Linked DNA regions of Drosophila melanogaster: region 1 is linked to region 2. Evidence: chromatin contacts called from public Hi-C data. All regions are on one chromosome and are shown on one strand. The core of a region is the stretch at or near the end of the contact, and the rest is flanking DNA. Distances in the headings are between cores, read along the strand shown.

Region 1 (3,175 bases), core at 119-2,618, 140 kb after region 2:
ACTTTAGCAACATCTCCATGCTTTGCTTTCATTTACTTCTTGGAAAAAAAGTTCATAATGCCAGCTTGTTTGGTTTTCGGCGCATCCTTTCCAGCTTTCGCGGCTGAAGGCGGTGACTTCTTTTTGTTGACGGGAGCAGCAGCCTTTGGGGAAACCTTTTTGTTGGCAGGCTGGGCTTTTGTTGGTTTACGCTGCGTAATGACGAAGCCATCTTCATCCAGATAGGTTTCATTGGCCGGTTCCGTATCCATTTTCTCATCCAATGCGATGGTCTCTTCATCGGCGGACTTCTTGGGCGGCTGCTCCTCGTCCTCAGAGTCGCTGATTCGTCGCCGCTTGGAGGACGAGGCCTTTTCCTGATCGGAGTCGTTGTCCGACTCGATCACCTTCCGCCGCAGCATGTCCAGCTTTTCCTCCTCGTCGGACGATTCGGCACTCTCCTCGTCGAACAGTTGCATGGAAGTGTTTGCCGTTGTTGGCTTTTTGGTGGGACTGGGGGATTTCTTTTTCGAGGCTTCCTTTTTGTTTGAATTGGAAGCATCTTTCTTCGATTTATCTTCGGATTCCGGTGGCGACTTCTTGGCGCCTGCCGGTTGCTTCTTAAAGAAGTTGTCCACGGTGCCGGACGTCGATTTGCTGGGCGTGGCTTTGACATCCTTTGGCTTGCTGGCCGCCGCTGTGAAGAAGCTATTAATGCTACCCTTTTTGGCTGCTGCAGGCTTGGCTTTAGAGGCCTGTTCCTTGGGCGAGGTCTTCTTATCCTCCGGAGAGGACTTGCTGGCCACTGGCTTTTCCGCCTTCGACTTTGCTGGCTCTGATTTAAGTGAAGATTTTGAAGGCTCCAACTTAACCGCAGACTTTGATGGCTCCGATTTAGTGGGTTCAGATTTGACTCCATTGTGGGGAGTCGTCCCATTTGCACTGGGCACTATCTTTCCCGCTCCAGGACGCTGCTCCACTTTTGCCAACTTCACCTCCAAATGCTGCATGGGCTTGAAAATCGCAGCCGGCGCTTTGGTGCCACCGGCTATTTTCACACTATACAGCTGAGACTCCGCATCCTGGACTTTGGCCAGCCAATCCTGCATCCTGCTCTCCAGCACCACAGAGTACAGATCTTCGCCGGAATCGGATCCTTGCGTTTTACGCTTGCCATGGACTAGAAATCTCTTCTCGAATTTTGTGGCAGGTTCCTGCTCTTTGATGTAGGCCTCCAGCACATCGTTCACCTCCTTGTAGGACAGTTTGTACTCCTCCAGAAGATCGGTGACCAGCACACAGCGATCGAAATCGATCATGCAATCGTCGAGAGCCTTTTTAAGCGACATTTCGACAATTTGTTTAGTTAAAATTGCGCGAAATCGTATTGCGGGCGTGCCAACTTATGTGACTAAAAAAAGTGCTAAAACTCACCAGCAAAATAATGAATACTGAATTCGAAAATTTGTGACTTTGCTATGCATATTGTCAATGTAGAAAAAGGCGTATTTATTAAAGTTAATTAATTAATTATTATATATATTTAGTTGCTTTTTTTTGCTTGAATTATGAGCTTATTAATAGACTTTACATTTAGCTTAAATATAGCTAAATTGAAACAACTGCTATCTATCGATAACATCTACTTGCCGCTATTGCAAAGATAAGAAGAAGAAACGAGAAGTAAACAAACCAGATATCCTAATAAATTTTGATTTCTTTTTAATGCCCAAACAATGCAAGTAAATCCAAAACACAACACAGAAGCTCACAGACAAGCCGAGTAAGTGATAAAAATACAAGTGAATGCAGCAAGTGTAAGACCCAATTACAGGCAGGATGCCAACAAGGCGCGAATCACCCAAATTGAGGAGTTCATCAACGAGGTGCTGAAAGAGGATCTCAGAGAGCTGGAAAAGTGCATCGGGCAGTACAACGAGGAGATCATGGAGTACGTCCAGCTGAAGAACACCCTCCAGACCTTCGACACCCACCTACCAGATGGCTACAAAACGCAAGTCAACATCGGCAGCAACGTATTCATGCAGGCTCGCGTTCGGAAAATGGATAGCATTCTGGTCGATGTGGGCAAGAATGTGTTCCTCGATATGAGCATTCCAGATGCGGAACGCTTCTGCGACACACGCGTAAAGATCTTGACCAAGCAATCCGATGTCCTGCGCGACGAAAGCGTCAAGAAAAGGGCTCAAATCAAAATGGCCCTCATAGCAATCAGCGAAAGAACCAAACTTATTCAACAGGATGAAAGCAAATAGCTTCGCTGCGTCCACAGAAGCTGAAAGCATCTGTATCCTTGTTCGTATCAGTAGTGATCACATTATTACCAAGATTACACAAGCACTTAGTTTTTATTTTATACCACAATTTACAAAGACAATTTACAAGTTACGCGCCTCCAAAGTGTTGATGGCATAGAGATTTTGGGTGAGAACGATTTTTAAATGGAAGGAGGAGTTGCATGCAAATCCTGGCGACTCCTACGACTGATCCTGTGACGATCGAGTACGCCGCAATATGGATTGGGCCACCGGTTGCCCAATTCCAGCCGGACTTCCTGAGATCAAGGAGTTGCAGTACTGATCGTTCATAGTCTGATTCTGGTTAAAAATCCGCTGCGAGGTGCTGGTCAAGTTCTGCAATCGCCTGGCCATCTGCGGAAGTCACCAATAGACACCAGTTAGACAATAAAGTTAGAAAGTATTATTTTAATTCCAGCTGCCCGTTTAAGAAGTCCAATGGTTATCCAATTCGTCAAAATTTGGAACAGGCTTGTTGAAAATTAAGGAAAAATTCAAGTTTTACATGGTTTGGTGGCATTTTGGCATATAAAGATTTGTGAAAAATTTGTATATTTCCAACTCACATCGTTCCCCGCCTCGGGATTGGTCAGACCGCCACTCTTCGGAGGTGGACAACTTATCGCCGAACTGGACGCGCAGTTGACCGCCTGCTTCACTCGTTTTATCTCCGTCTCCAAGAGCTTGTAGTCTCGGAATAGATTGCGATAGTCCTCGGCCAACGTCCGGTTTTCGTCCAGCAGCATGTGGATGTGTTCCTCGGCCCGCTTGGCGCAAAGACGCATCGCCTCATCGGCCCTAACCTGGGCGTCCTTCCATTTTCGAAAGGAGTCGATAATCTGTTCCTGCTGCTGGTTAACTTCGGTCTGTTGACTGGC
Region 2 (3,151 bases), core at 291-2,790:
AAAATCGCTGTTTTATGAATTTCACAACAGATTTTCACTACCTCAGGTTTTTTATTAAAATTTTAAATCTCTTACTATTGCTACAATATTACTATTGCTAAGCTAATGTATCTTATTTATTTATCTTATTTGTCTATTATGTTCTTATTTCAGGCTCATGAAAAGACGCACAAATCGCCGCGTTACGAGTGTGCGGATTGTGGAAAGGGTTTCTCCCAGCTGCGAAATTACAAATATCACCTGTCCGTTCACCGAGGAACCAAGGAGTTTGCCGCCGAGTGTCCCGAATGTGGCAAGACATTCAACGATAAGGGATATTTGAGCAGTCACCTAAAGATTCACCGGAACCGGAAGGAGTACGAGTGTCCTTACTGTCCCAAATCGTTCAATCAGCGTGTGGCCTTCAATATGCATGTCCGGATTCATACCGGCGTGAAACCCCACAAATGCAACGAGTGCGGAAAGAGATTTTCGCGTAAAATGCTGCTCAAACAGCACATGAGGACGCACAGTGGTGAGAAACCGTATCAGTGCTCCGTGTGCGGCAAGTCCTTTGCCGATCGCAGCAACATGACCCTGCACCATCGCCTCCACTCGGGAATCAAGCCCTTCAGCTGCCCCCTGTGCCCCAAAGCCTTCACCAAAAAGCATCACCTAAAGACGCATCTGAATTACCATACAGGCTGCAAGCCGTATGTCTGCCCACATCCCAACTGCAATCAGGCATTCACCCAGTCGAGCAATATGCGAACCCACGCTAAGAAGTGTCAGTACCGTCCGTTGGATGGACTCACGGTCACATCATCCGCACTTCCAGTACCGGGAAAACAACAAACAGGTCCACCGCCCACTTTGGCCATGGCCATGGCTCAAACATTTCAAATGCCGCCACCTCCTGGAGTTCTAACACCTGGATCTGGTCCATCCCAACCGCCGAGTCAGCAAACCCTTCTCAGCAATCTCAGGACATTCTAAATGGGTGGAATCGTTGTGCCCGGCCAGTTTCAACCAAATTTGTGGCAATTACAAAGTGCAGTACTTCCACTGTTGTTATTCAATTTACATTTATTTTCAAGCAATAATTTTGCTAGAAATTAAATTAGGAATAGACATTAATTATTATTAAAATAGGCATATATATTGGCCAGTCAATAAAGTATAATATCAAATACAAAAGGATTCCAGGATTCTAGAAATAATATTTTGGATTGGAGATATGATTGGGAGTCCAACTAGGTAATTTCGCTTATAATCAGATAACGCAGCCTTATTTAATTCAAATCTTCTAGTGACAAAAATTAAAAGATGTATGTTTTTTTAGTAAACAAATGAACGAACCGTTGCAGTACATTTAACATATTTAAAAGTGCGCTCTCACTCAGCCAGATGGCGCCACCTGATAGTTTATTACCACTGTAGGTGTGTTGAGTAACTAAACGAAATCTTGCTGTTAAATTGTATTCACAGCTGTCCTAAAACCGAGTTGGCAGCCCTTTTCCCCTCAAAAATCGAAAGTCTGTTAATATATCGATAAGTCAAGGCAATTGTCAGTGGTACCGTTTCGTCTGGTATGACCGTGTTGTGAAATTTTGTTAGAAATTTACAATATAAGCGAGCATAAAAAACGCAGGAAAAGCGCAAAAAAATCAGTAAAACGTGCCTGCGGACCCAGGCTGCGGTGCGTCCAGTTGGCCGTAGAAAGCCTTTACCAAATTCGATCGAACTGAGAATTCGATTCGGTTAACTTCTGCATTGGGCTCAATTTCACCATTGCACACGTGTCTGGAGCTTTTCCTGGGTTCGGTCACCTCCTCCTCGGATTGCGGACGATCCCGTGGTAGCGCTGGGAAATGCCCAGCAGAGGACGGCGGGCAGTTCGAGATTGTTCCGGCAAAGAAGCAGGCGCAACTGCAACAGACGCTGGTCACCAACGACAGCACCGGACTCTCAATGGCTGAGTACTGGCAGCAGTTGACCAACGGCGCCGGAGAAGCGGGACCCGGCAATGAGTCATCCGCCATGGCAGACTGCAACGGAGGTCACGAATCGGCGGCAGTGGGTGGTTCCTGCAACAGGCACAGCAACAACAATTACGTGAACTTCAATCAGTTCATTATGCAGCACAATCTGGGTGGAGGAGCGCCCTCGAATGCCACCAGCACTATGCAACATCCGGTGGGCAGCAGCTACACTAACTTCTCCCTGGGCGGCGGTGGAGGAGCCTTTGGACTGAACCCACCAGTGGCATCCGCGAGTACCAGCCACTTTGCAAATGTGAGTCATCAATCTCCGAATGTATGTTTCGATATATTAGAACTTAGGTTTAGTCCTAATGAATCAACTAATAAATCACAAAACAGTTTTACTCGCAGGCCATGATCCCAACCTATCAAAATGGCGATGGCATCGCTAGAGTCACCGTCACCAGCAGCTATGGGTCGGTCAATCCGAGCAACAGCAATTTTTCGAGTTTTTACACACCTTTTGGCAATAATCCGTTTGACTTCAGCGCTTCCAAGCTGCAGGCCTCGGCTCCGGAATTCGTGCCCAATTTCGCCAAGCTGAGTCTAGAAGAGACACCGGCAGCCGCCACTACGAACGGAAACAGCACTGCCAGCCTAGAGACTGCCATAAATGAGACGAGACCTAGGACTCTGCGAGCCCAAGAACCAGCTGAACGAGGAGCTAACAACCAATGCTCGAACCATAATTACGAACGGGAGCGTGAGCGGGAACGTGACCGGGACCGGGACAGGGAAAGAGACCGGGACAGAGACAGGGACAGAGACCGGGACAGAGACCGGGACAGGGACAGGGACTCTAGACCCGGAAATACGCGACAACAACGCCGCTCCGACTATCGGGACGATCGGGAGGACCGGTACGAAAGAAGCGATCGTAGGAGGCCGCAGAAGCAGCAACGCTACGACAATCATCGCAGCAACAAACGCAGGGATGACTGGAATCGCAACAGGGACCGCATCAACGGCTTTCCCAGGGCCGTTGACGATTTGGACACGAGCAATGAGAGCGCACACCCATCGCCCGAAAAGCAGTCGCAACTGCAGCAAATCTCCCCAAGGCGAGGTCCACCGCTACCACCGGCGGATAACGAAAAACTATCGCAGCGAGAGAAACTGGTTCGCGACAT

Evidence for each region. A called contact is a pair of places that touch in the nucleus more often than the background predicts.
Region 1: a Hi-C map of the Kc167 cell line shows a contact between it and region 2, with 2.1 times the contacts expected there. The contact joins the promoter of PolD3 here to the promoter of stc in region 2. A contact is called at or near these places in 1 of 1 datasets of contacts at CTCF or cohesin (the Kc167 cell line), 27 of 107 Hi-C or Micro-C datasets (the D17-c3 cell line, the Kc167 cell line, the OSC cell line and 9 more) and 3 of 6 datasets of contacts at active chromatin or transcription factors (the Kc167 cell line and the S2 cell line).

The regions. Positions count from the first base shown.
Region 1 is chr2L:15,254,936-15,258,110 of dm6, forward strand. It overlaps PolD3 (DNA polymerase delta subunit 3), which reads right to left and starts at 1,369. Exons shown (of 1, transcript NM_001201887.2): 1 at 1-1,369. The coding sequence starts at 1,328. The coding sequence ends at 33. Uxt (Uxt prefoldin-like subunit) reads left to right here and starts at 1,646. Exons shown (of 2, transcript NM_135900.4): 1 at 1,646-1,762; 2 at 1,814-2,707. The coding sequence starts at 1,716. The coding sequence ends at 2,255. It overlaps yuri (yuri gagarin), which reads right to left. Exons shown (of 12, transcript NM_165106.5): 11 at 2,864-3,170; 12 at 2,332-2,651. The coding sequence ends at 2,478.
Region 2 is chr2L:15,111,940-15,115,090 of dm6, forward strand. stc (shuttle craft) reads left to right here and starts at 1,541. Exons shown (of 5, transcript NM_057251.4): 1 at 1,541-2,295; 2 at 2,361-3,151. The coding sequence starts at 1,951. CG15269 reads left to right here. Exons shown (of 2, transcript NM_135895.3): 2 at 154-1,153. The coding sequence ends at 975.